Linked DNA regions of Mus musculus: all the other regions are linked to region 2. A link is a contact called in public Hi-C and HiChIP or PLAC-seq data. All regions are on one chromosome and are shown on one strand. The core of a region is the stretch at or near the end of the contact, and the rest is flanking DNA. Distances in the headings are between cores, read along the strand shown.

What was found. Hi-C and Micro-C count contacts between places; a contact is called where the count stands out from the background. HiChIP or PLAC-seq counts read pairs in DNA pulled down with a chosen protein or histone mark.
Region 1: a contact with region 2 is called in a Hi-C map of B cells, with 8 read pairs. The contact joins the enhancer-like site here to the promoter of Lyrm2 in region 2. A contact is called at or near these places in 9 of 39 promoter capture datasets (the C10 cell line, the HPC-7 cell line, embryonic stem cells and 4 more), 1 of 484 Hi-C or Micro-C datasets (B cells), 3 of 115 datasets of contacts at active chromatin or transcription factors (the 230-238 cell line, astrocytes and memory CD8 T cells) and 1 of 9 other capture datasets (liver).
Region 3: a contact with region 2 is called in an H3K4me3 HiChIP or PLAC-seq map of pro-B cells, with 4 times the contacts expected there. The contact joins the enhancer-like site here to the promoter of Lyrm2 in region 2. A contact is called at or near these places in 6 of 39 promoter capture datasets (the C10 cell line, cranial neural crest, liver and 2 more), 5 of 115 datasets of contacts at active chromatin or transcription factors (bone marrow-derived dendritic cells, bone marrow-derived macrophages, embryonic stem cells and 2 more) and 1 of 9 other capture datasets (macrophages).

The regions. Positions count from the first base shown.
Region 1 is chr4:32,053,651-32,057,228 of GRCm38.p6, reverse strand. No RefSeq gene overlaps it. Among named protein-coding and RNA genes, the nearest start is that of Map3k7, 91 kb to the right of the region's middle. Within about 2 kb of position 1,913, at least 122 of the 459 cell types and tissues checked have an H3K27ac peak or open chromatin away from gene starts, as enhancers often do. A contact at or near this core is called in B cells, the HPC-7 cell line, liver and 1 more, where this site is marked.
Region 2 is chr4:32,798,860-32,802,267 of GRCm38.p6, reverse strand. Lyrm2 (LYR motif containing 2) reads right to left here and starts at 2,009. Exons shown (of 3, transcript NM_175364.4): 1 at 1,933-2,009; 2 at 1,518-1,658; 3 at 1-1,125. The coding sequence starts at 1,977. The coding sequence ends at 1,045.
Region 3 is chr4:32,003,357-32,006,936 of GRCm38.p6, reverse strand. The region is part of intron 12 of Map3k7 (mitogen-activated protein kinase kinase kinase 7); the gene reads right to left. Among named protein-coding and RNA genes, the nearest start is that of Map3k7, 41 kb to the right of the region's middle. Within about 2 kb of position 1,751, at least 19 of the 459 cell types and tissues checked have an H3K27ac peak or open chromatin away from gene starts, as enhancers often do. A contact at or near this core is called in pro-B cells, where this site is marked.

The DNA.
Region 1 (3,578 bases), core at 664-3,163, 740 kb after region 2:
AAAATTGCTTACCTGTTCAGAGACAAATTGGGAGTGACGTTTTAAATAAGAAAAGGAAAAAGAAAGCTAAAAGTGAAGAAATGAATGGAAAAAAGAAAAAGGACAAGAAAGGAGACTGGAAATGTATCACAGTTGGTACAGTACTTCCCTAGTGTGCTCCAGCCCTGGTTTGATGCCTAGGACCATGTAAACCAGGTTATTGCTGTAATCCCAGCATTAAGGGGGTGGAGGCAAGAGATCGGGAGCTGGGAAGGGAAGGGAAGGGGGAAGGGGAAAGTGGGAAGGGGGAAGGGGAGAGAGGAGGGGGAAGGGGGAAGGGGGAGGGGAGAAGGAAGATCAATCTACTCTTGCCAAAGTTATGCATTTCCAGGGAATAAAATAAGCTTGCAAGTACCCCAGATCAGTATTTAACCAGGAAAGACGGACTCTCAAAGGGAAGGGTTTCCTCTAACCCCTACCCACAGTGCTCTCATCTTGTTCTGACACAGACTGGTAGAAGCAAGTCATGAGCACGCACGTGGGTACCGAACCCAGATGAAGATGTGCAGTTCTGGGCTACATTTCCACGAGTGGGACTAACGTCAGCAGGCTTATGCTATCTGAGCTTCCAAAGGATTCTAGGATCTAAGCAAGCAGGGCTCAACCCAGAGGCACTGAGGAGGAGGGCCACTCCCCTGATGAGAACCAGAGTTGTCAGAACTGAGTGCAGAGATCAGATTTTCCCAGCCCTTTCTCTTTATCTGGAGCACAGTACCCCGTCCACCCCCACCCCAACCCCACCCTGAGCACACACACACCTTCACTTGGGATCAGAGCCCAACCATTACTGAATTCCTTGGTCTTCAGGCTGGCCCCATCTGACCCAGTGTCCCCTGGACTGGAACTTATAGAAGACTCCTGTTTGGTGGACGTGGCTAGGCATACCTGCATTTGGACTTCATCAAAGCATTCTGAACTAGAACTTAGGATCGGTAGGCACAAGGGACAGGATTCTGTCACAGGGTCCTGTGTTTTATATATGTATGCATTGAGACAACAACAGTTTTCACTCAGGCAGACTCGGTTTAAAATTCAAGTGCTTGGAACAAGCGCTAGTTGTTATTGAGTGAATGAGGTAATCTTCATAGAGAGTTCGGCACAGCACTTACTGTTTATGTAGTACGTACTAATACTTATAATACTAATAATTATAACTCTGCTTGGGGCATACGTTCCCAGAGTAGCTTGCTCAATTACCCTCAGAGATGTTCTCCTCTGGAACAAGGTTCTTAGGATCCAGTTGGGGGAAATTTTTGCTCCTAGAGAGAGAGAGAAATGGCTCATTGCTGAAGAATGCTTGCTATTCTTCCGGGGAATCCCATTTTTCCGAGAGATTCTAATTTAGTTCCCAGCACTCGTGCCTTGCTGCTCAAAACCTCCTGTATCTTCAGTTCCAGAAACGCTAGCAACCTCTTTTGCTATCCATGGTCACGCACACACATGTGATGTACATACACACAAAAACATACATTTTAAAAATCGCTTCTAGGAAATTCCCTACTTCTGAATCGGGATTTTCCTTTGAACATCTGGTCCCGACAGGGAAGTGATTTGGATGCTGGTGACCTGGATGGAGCTCGTAGAATGAACCCACTGATCCAGGGTGCCGGAAGTCAAGCTTTTTTCTCAAATCCCTATAGTCAATTTCCCAGAAGGCTCCACGGTGTTATCTCCCCAGCAAAACGATGAAGCCTCTGGAAGGGGCTGGAAGTGCAGTGGAAAGTCCAAGTGGCCCAAAACATCGAATCAGACACCAGAAACCCGAAGTTATGGAAGACAAAAAAGAAACAAAAACAAAGCCAGCCTCATTAGTAGCGCTGGCTGTCGCTACCCTGTCAATAAAGGGCCTTTGAAAGTCTGTGCTTGTACTGCCATCTAGTGGCTAGAGAAGGCATGGCTGGAGCCGGTAAGGTCCCGGGCCGTGCTATGTGAAGGTGGTTCATCTTCCTCTTGAAGAATTTATGGATAGGCATATTGTCGGAAGCTTTTAATGATTATTCTCTAATTTTGCTTCATAGTGTCTGCAAATCACTGACAAATTTGTATGAGAATCATAGAACAGGGGCAGTTTACGCATCCGGCGGTCCAGTTGGGGTCTAGTTGGCAGAGTGTCTTTGGGGAAGGGAAAAAGCCCCGTTTCTCTTGGAGCACGGGAATCCGCAGAAGCAACGGCGTTGCCTCAGTAGCTCCGTGCTGGCCTAGCGTGAAGGAGGCCACTCACTATCTCCAGGTAACATCTTTGTGTCCTCAGCCCTCTGGTCTCTGACTTACTTGTAAATGCATGTCCCTTGCTTCCCTTTTAACTCCTGCTATCACGTTTAAAAATCCCTCATTTGAGTCCTGAGGGCTAGCAGAAAGAATGGAAACAGGCAACCTCAGGAAATAGGAGGTTAGGGGGACCCCCCAGAATATACCAGAGACCTGGGAAGTGAGAGACTCCCAGCACTCAAAGGGAGGGACCTTAGATGAAATGCCTGACAGTAGGGAGAGGAAACTTATAGAGCCCCCCCTCCAGCAGGAAGACAGGACATCAAGTGAAAGATGGGGTTGCCATTCCACAGTCACATCTCTGACCCATAATTGTTCCTGTCTGAAAGAATTACAGGGATGGAAATGGAGAGGAGCCTGAGGAAAAGAAGGTCCAGTGACAGGCCCAAAGTGGGATCCAGCTCAAGGGGAGATCCCAAGGCCTGACACTATTACTGAGGCTGTGGAGCGCTCATAAAAAGGGACCTATCATGACTGCCCTCTGAAAGACCCAGCAAGCAGCTGAAAGAGTCAGATGCAGATATTTGCACCCAACCAATGGGTTGCTGCTGACCCCTGTTGTTGAATTAGGGAAGGCTGAAAGAAGCGTAGGAGAATGGTGATCCTGTAAGAAGACTAGCAGTCTCAATTAATCTGGACCCCTGAGATCTCTCAGATACTGAACCACCAGCCAGGCAGCATACACCTACTAATATGAGGCCCTCAACACACATACAGCAGAGGACTTCCGGGTCTGTGTTCATTCAGAGATGATGCACCTAACCATCAAGAGACTGTAGTTTAGACGTCAGGTGGGGTGGGGGATGGGGACATTCATGTGGAGACATGGGAGTGGGGAGGAGGTGTGGGATATGAAACAGTCGGAGGGGGGATGAAGGGTGAATAAAACATGGACTGTAAAAAAAATGAATTAAAGAAAAAAATCCTTCACTTGATTTCAGGGAAATATTCCTTATCTGCGGAGGCTCTCTGGATTTTAGATGCGGGCTCGTTCTCTTGAATCACTGGCCCTAAGACTATCAAATAGCGCTTTCCATGGGCAGCCTTCTCCTCAGTGGTCACACTCACAATGAGAGTTAGGCTCCAGTGTCACAGAATCTGGGCCCTGTACCAAAGTGATAGGTTCAAAAATCTCCCCCATGTGTTAAATTGCCTTTTAGGGCAATTTAAAACTTTCTTATATTTACTGACTTAAAAAAAAGAAGAAGAAAATTCAAGCCTGAGACAGCTGAATGGCTCACTGGGTAAGCCTGACACCTGAGCTTGATCCC
Region 2 (3,408 bases), core at 760-3,259:
TTTTTTTTTTTTTTTAAAGATTTGTTTATTGTATTTATAGGTACACTGTAACTGTCTTCAGACACAACAGAAGAGGGCACCAGATCTCATTACAGACGGTTGTGAGCCACCATGTGGTTGCCGGGATTTGAACTCTGGACCTTTGGGAGAGCAGTCAGTGCTCTGATTCATCATTTCATGAGGATGTTAGGTGCAGGAGCTGAACTGCCCACCCAGTGCTCCCTCTTCTTGGTGTTCTTAGCTATTTCCACTAAAGCTCCGCGAGACCTCAGTCTTATGGTTATCAAACCATGTCACACCTGAAGAAAGTCACTTCAGAACTCTGAAGGACAAAGCAGGTTATTCAAGCAAGATCTAGCGCTGTTTCTAGCCAGTTCTTAACCTTCCTAATGCTGTGACCCTTTAATACAGCTCTAATTTTATGGTGACCCACAACTGTAAAAATTTTGTTACTTCATAACTGTAATATTGCTGTTATGAATCATAAATACCTAATACTAGACCCCCGTGAAAGAGTTGTTTGGCCCCAAAGGGGTCATGACCCACAGCAAGAGAATCACTTTTCTAGGGCAGTACACTGCCAGTCCTGCATCTGACTTTGTAACAGCTTGTGATCACATCACAACATACACTCATTTTGGTTTGTGTGCCACAGTGCCTGTGTGGAGGTCGGAGGGCAACTTTCTGGAGTGGTTTTTTTTTTTTTTCCACGATATGAGTGTCACAGGGACCAAACTTCTGTCCTTGGCAGCAAGAGTCTTCATGAGGAGCTATCTTTACCAGCCCTGTCCTCATTGCCTTTCTAAGAATTGCTAACTAGTCGTCTGTTTTTCAAAGGGGCTGCCATTTCACCTTCCCTCTGAGCAATTGAGGATTCCAACCTCTCATCTTGACATTAGTTCACGTTTAATTATTACAGCCACGGACTGTAGTGGAAATATTAACACGCTTCACTTATATTCTTGATCAGAGTGATTATCACCTTTTTGGGTGCTCTATGACAGTGGCTCGGAGCCTGTGCAAAACACATGAAAAATCTTCCAGTTACGAGTTGGCTAAGGCAAGCGTCCTTTCTAGTTCCTTTAGCTGCATATTGCCTTGGGTTATCATCATTCGGATTGTATCCTGTGGAGGAAAGGACAATCTAGTCATTGTTTTACCAGCTTAACCACGGCAAAGTTCTATTATTGTATCTGGTACAGTCAAGAACCAACAGTGGCTGTTACAGGTTGTAGCTGTGGGCTTACCAATGCCCAAGGCACTACATTCAATCCTGTCACCAAAAGGCACTCCCCCCATCCACCCCCCCCCCCCAAAAAAAAACAGTAGTGTGAAGTGGAAAGCTGGACGCTAGGCTACACAATACAAAGCCAGATGTGCTGCAAAACAAATGTAAAATACCCAGTGGGCAGTGAGCAAATTCTCTGTGGCATATTCCAAGGTGTTCGCTAAACTTCACAAGCTCAGTGATACAATGGGACAAAGGAGCCGTGGCCCCAGCGTGGTCTTGCTCTCACCTCTTCTGTGGCACTTTTGTTTCTTTTAAATTCTTCCCTGGCCCAATCCTGAAGGTATTTTCGGTCAGAATCACTTGGAACTTGCCTAATCGCTCGCAAAATCTTTCTGTAGAGGAGGAGAACTTGCTGCCTTCTCATGAACTGCTCAAGGGAAGGAGAAAGACAAGTTACCACAAACCAGCCGGCTCCACTCAGCAAGCAGAAATAGCCCTTTGGTCCTCGCTAGCAAACAGAACAAGAGAGAATCCTTGCGGACCGGCGGGCGGGCGGCTTGCGAGGGCGGGGCACGCCTAGCAGCTCCGCCCTCGGGAGGCTGAGGCTGTCGGCCGAGGCCCGCGGTGGCCGCGGCGAGCCAGGTCGCAGGGGGAGCGCGACCACACAGGACACCTCCGCGGGGCTGAGAGATCAGCAGTACCTGCTTCAGCGTCAGGGCTGCGGGAGGCAAGCGGGATGCCGCCATGTTGCCCACGGAAGCTGCTGCGGCTCAGGAGCGGAAGTGGCCCTCGGGCACCCTGGTCACGGAAGCGGAAGGAGGAGACGGATGCGCGAGTCCTGGGTTTTCCGCGGAGAACCCAGGAGCTCGGTCGCTTTTACGGGAGGGGAGAAAATGTGTGCCTTTTGAGCACCCTTGCTGTGTATAACTGAGAAGACCGCCATTATGCTGGCAAATTCCGTTTGCATCCTGGAAGCTTCTCTTTTTCTCTACACTTTATCCTACAGCACGCAGGTCGCCTCGATCGTTGCGACTCCGTGCGCTTTCCCTACTCGTGTGCCCTCTCGCTTTTTTGTTTTTGTCCCCCACATCACATACCCAGAAGTCAGGTTATTGAATCTGCTTCTCGTGTTTTGTTTTGGTTTTTCAATTTTTCTCTAACATGGGACGTTGGGGATCAAACCTGTATCATCAGGTTTGGGGCAAAGCACCTTTAATGTCTGAGCCATTTCAATGGCCCTTGGATAATTTCTTTATATAGAGAGCTTTAACTCTACATTAACATATTTGTTTCTTTTTTTGGTTTTTCGAGACAGGGTTTCTCTGTGTAGCCCTGGCTGTCCTGGAACTCGCTCTGTAGACCAGGCTGACCTCAAACTCAGAAATCCGCCTGCCTCTGCCTCCCAAGTGCTGGGATTAAAGGCGTGCGCCACCATGCCCGGCTAACATATTTGTTTCTTTTGAGACTTTACAATATTGTCTTCTACTCACAGCTGTTGTAAAAGTGTATTATTATGATCAGTTTTATATTTACTCCACGTAAGTTATTTTCATTTATGACACACTATGGATCTAAGTTCTTTTCCAGCCACTAGACTAAAAATTCAAGATCATTTATTAAATAATTCATGACTTTCTCAGGTCATTGTAGTAATCTTTTTGAATGCAGGGTCTTTTATTGTCTAAATAATTCGATCAGTCTTGTTTTATCTCGGCCAGGTATCAAGCTATAAATTTTGCTTTTTATGTTGTTGTTCTGGCAGATCCAGTAGTTTCTTGTTAGGATATTTTCTATGACCCTTGGAAAGGCACTGAGCTAATTTCCACATCACCTGGGGATATTTATAAGATTCATAATTAGTGCTGGGTCTAAATTGGGCACCGAGAACAGGTATTTTGTACATTCTTTTCTCTACACTCATGTTAGCCACAGGCAATGTTGTCATATAGATATATACTCCCTGTCTCAAAGATTTATACTTTGAGTAGGAAAGCTTTGAAGGTCAATGCAGTGTTACTTAATTGACTGAGAGTAGGTTCTTGCCTCAAATAACTCTCAGCGCCAAAGCTCAGCGTACAGTCTTTTTAAAGACAAAAGACGCAATGCCATCATTGTCAGGTGTAAGTCAGGAATATGGTAGTATTTGTTTTGACTACACAACCAGAAGATATTTTGAT
Region 3 (3,580 bases), core at 502-3,001, 800 kb after region 2:
CACAGCTTTTCGAGCTGCTTCTTCCAGAAGACATTCCCAGTTCACCCTCTTCTTACATAAACTAGCGTTCAAAGATGCAGAGCACTAACTGACAGAAATGCCACACGGCAACTTGGGGCAGCAAAAGAATGTAAGTCAAATATAAACTCCTGGCGTGAGCTGCCGGCAGGAGACACAGAACTGCAACTGGCCTTTGGCTGGGATCTTATCTCTGTATTTATGAACCGAGATGGAAAGTGACTTTACAGACAAAACAAAACAAAAAAACAAAACAAAACAAAAAAGCTTATGTTTTAATGGGTCATCTAGAAGGCCAGAAAATAATTCCATTAAATCAAGAACTTTCATGCTCAGTGCTATCACACACATCTGAAAGCCTCTCGTCCCTTTTAGAATTACTGAAGTCACAGAAGCACAAACTGGACTAGGGCTGTTGTTTATCTTATAAACTTTAAAGCACAGATGTAGCGGATTTAAATGGGTACTTCTCTATGGCAGTCCCAGGTACTCCTGAAAGCTCTTAAGTCCAAACACATACAATCCCAGTCTGAGATTTGCTCCATTATAGCTTTTTATTTTGTGAGTCAAGACCTCACTATATAGTACTAGCCTTGAACTCACAAGGGCATCAGGAGCTCTTATCCACCGAGCTCGCCCCTCCCCCGCCCCCCCCCCCCCAAAGAACAGAATGTAAGATTTAACTTCTTCCTCAGTCCTATCTTCATTTCATATCTGGACAGCAAGAATACTATCACGAAGACAATGAAGTACTACCAAGAGCACTGGCAGGCATATACTCATCTGCATAGTAGAAGGCCTATAACATCAGCTCCTACTGTATGTCTGTACTCTCATATTCTGTACAAACTCCATAACAGGTGCCTAGCTGCATACATTGTTGAAGCTCAGGATAACTAAGGAGCATGTTGGGTTCATACTGTGTGTCTGATTCTCTAGATAATGGTAACTGTGTTGCTGTGGAATGGTAGTTGCATACTGGATGGAATCCCAAAAGGGGTATGAGGCCTACTTTACAGTACATCATTTCAGTGAAACAGGAAGGTTCACCTACATGTTTAACAAGTAAATGTATCTAGTCACCTGCCTAGATTCACTATTATGATATTTATTATGGGTTAACCTGGCTCAGTGATACAATAGTTAATCATTACTGAAAAATTACAGACAATTAGAAACCATAGCACTTAGCATTCATTTTGATCACTTCAGTACAAATTACATGTAGTTTTTTGATTATTCTGTTTGTTTTTTGAGATGTTGGTCTCAAATTCATCTTGCAGACAAACAAAGATGAGCTTGGATATATAACCCTCCTGCTACCTCCGCCTCCCAAGCACTGGGTCACCCCCAGAGCTACTTCTCCGTGTGCTGAGAATAAAGCCCAGGCAAGCACTCTACCATCTAAGCTAATCCCCACTCCTGTAATGTAAGACAGAACAATAAAGTGTACAGTGTGCCACTGAATCTGACTTGCATTCAAAATCCCTTAAGAGGAACTGAAACCATGGAAGGGACAGAGACTAACGTTCAGGCTATTCTCTAATTCTTGGGTGACCCATCTGCCAAAAGAGGATTCAGTGTCTAGGGTAGACACAGGTAGTGTCTATTAAGGGCCTGTCTGGCACCAAAGTCAGCGCATAACAAACAGCAATATTATCAGTAGTGGTTCCCCAACTGTAAGAAAAATTATCAAGTAAGTATGGTCTGATTAAAAAGGACTTGGTACCGGGTTGGGGGTGGTGCTTGCCTAGCACAAAGAAAGTCCTGGGTCTGATATCAACGCTACATATAGACAGGATGTGGTGGTGGACACCTATAAGCTCTTGGGGGGTAGGGGCTGGAGAATCAAGAGGTCAAGGTCATCTTCTGCTACATGGTTTGAGGCCCGCTAGAGATCTATTAGACCTTGCCTGAAGTCTGGGTGCAGTCAGGCCCTAGCCAATGACTGCCAGCAGCACTGGTACAGGAAAGCTGGGTTTCCTCCTGTGGTGCTGAGGGTTCTCTATGGCACCACAGAGCACTTCTGTAGGAGATTTAGAAGGAAATGCAGACTTTGATGGTTGATTTGGGGAGGAGAGGTTCACTCTTGTTTGCCTGCTGCCCACAGCAGGGGCAGTTCTACAGAGAGGCAGATGGACAGGAGAGCACTATGTGGGAAAGCATCTCTCACCTTTCTCCTCTGTAGGGAAGGGCAATGTGTTTTTATGTTTGGGGTGGCAATAACCCTTGTACATTAAGTGGACTGGCTTTGTCTTATTTTTCCAGGGTCTGAGCACAATCATTGTTGATATAGCTAGTAAATAGGGTTGCTTTTTTTCCCCCTCACATATTCTAAAAGGCCAGGTAAATTTTGAGTACTTCCTAAGTGTCCCAAATTAACTATAAACTGTGTAAACTCTAAGTGGCGAAGAAAGTCTTTACATATTTACATTGTTATGTGTAATTAAGTTTGCTTTTCTTTCAATAGAAAGGGAAGTACCAAAAAAGCCCTACATTTTAATTTATAGGTAAAAGTAATTTTATTGAGATTATTTTTCAAGTCACAAGCCCAAGTACACACAAATGGTTGGTTCATTTTTTTCTTTTTTCTTTTGAGATGTAATGCTAAGCTTCATTAATAAACTCTTCCTTTTCAGGACAACTGTACTGCCTGGGTTCGATTTTTTGGTCAGGCTCTTTCCCAATCTCAATGCTGGGGGCATTGATAGGGGAGACTCAAAATAAAATTAAAACCAGAAGAACTGCCCCTGAGCAATTTTGGAAAGCTGTGCACTGTACAGCCATGGAAAGCCAGGCTGTGGGCATGCTCCTCCCACAGACTGAATGCTAGCTCATGAGGAGGGATCCAACCCAATGGTCACCCAGGCACGTTCCTGGTGAAATGCTTCCAGAGTATACTATGATTATTCTCTGTCACCCTTATCCTAAAGTGGCACTTTGAGGTTATAATACTTCAATACACTTGAAAGAGGATGCAATTTAAACACTAGTTATGTCAACTATTTTGAGCAGTGTTACTGCCAAATCAAACCTTGTCTTTCCTCCCTTATCTTCCGGAATGCTGTATGGCAGACAGTTCATGCCAATGACTGTCCCATAGCCACAGTCTGCTTCAATCCCCAAGTTTTCCTACTTTGAAGGCACTGTACATTAAAGGATTAATAGCCACGTCTAAGCTGAGTATGTGCAGTGGGGAATAAGCAAGGCTTGGTATATGAGTATTCAGACAGAAGCTCTTAAACTAGCTAGCTGCTACTGTGTCTTAGAGGAAAGGCTCACTGTCAGAGAACACTGGGCGAGAGCTCAAATAACTGAAAGTATTGATGGCAATAGCAAACAGAGCTTAAAAGCTTGTGTTCATCAAGACCACAGACTCAAAGCAAATACCAGATGTTAATTAAAAGGGCTGACTAAAAGCCTTTAAATATCAGTGAGGGAAAAGGGGGAAGCTTGTCAAATAGAAAGTTCTGGGGTATACAATACACTGGAAAAACCATCATTGAATAAGTCTGACAAGGTTTACATCTATTAATGACTCTAAAATATATAGTAACATATG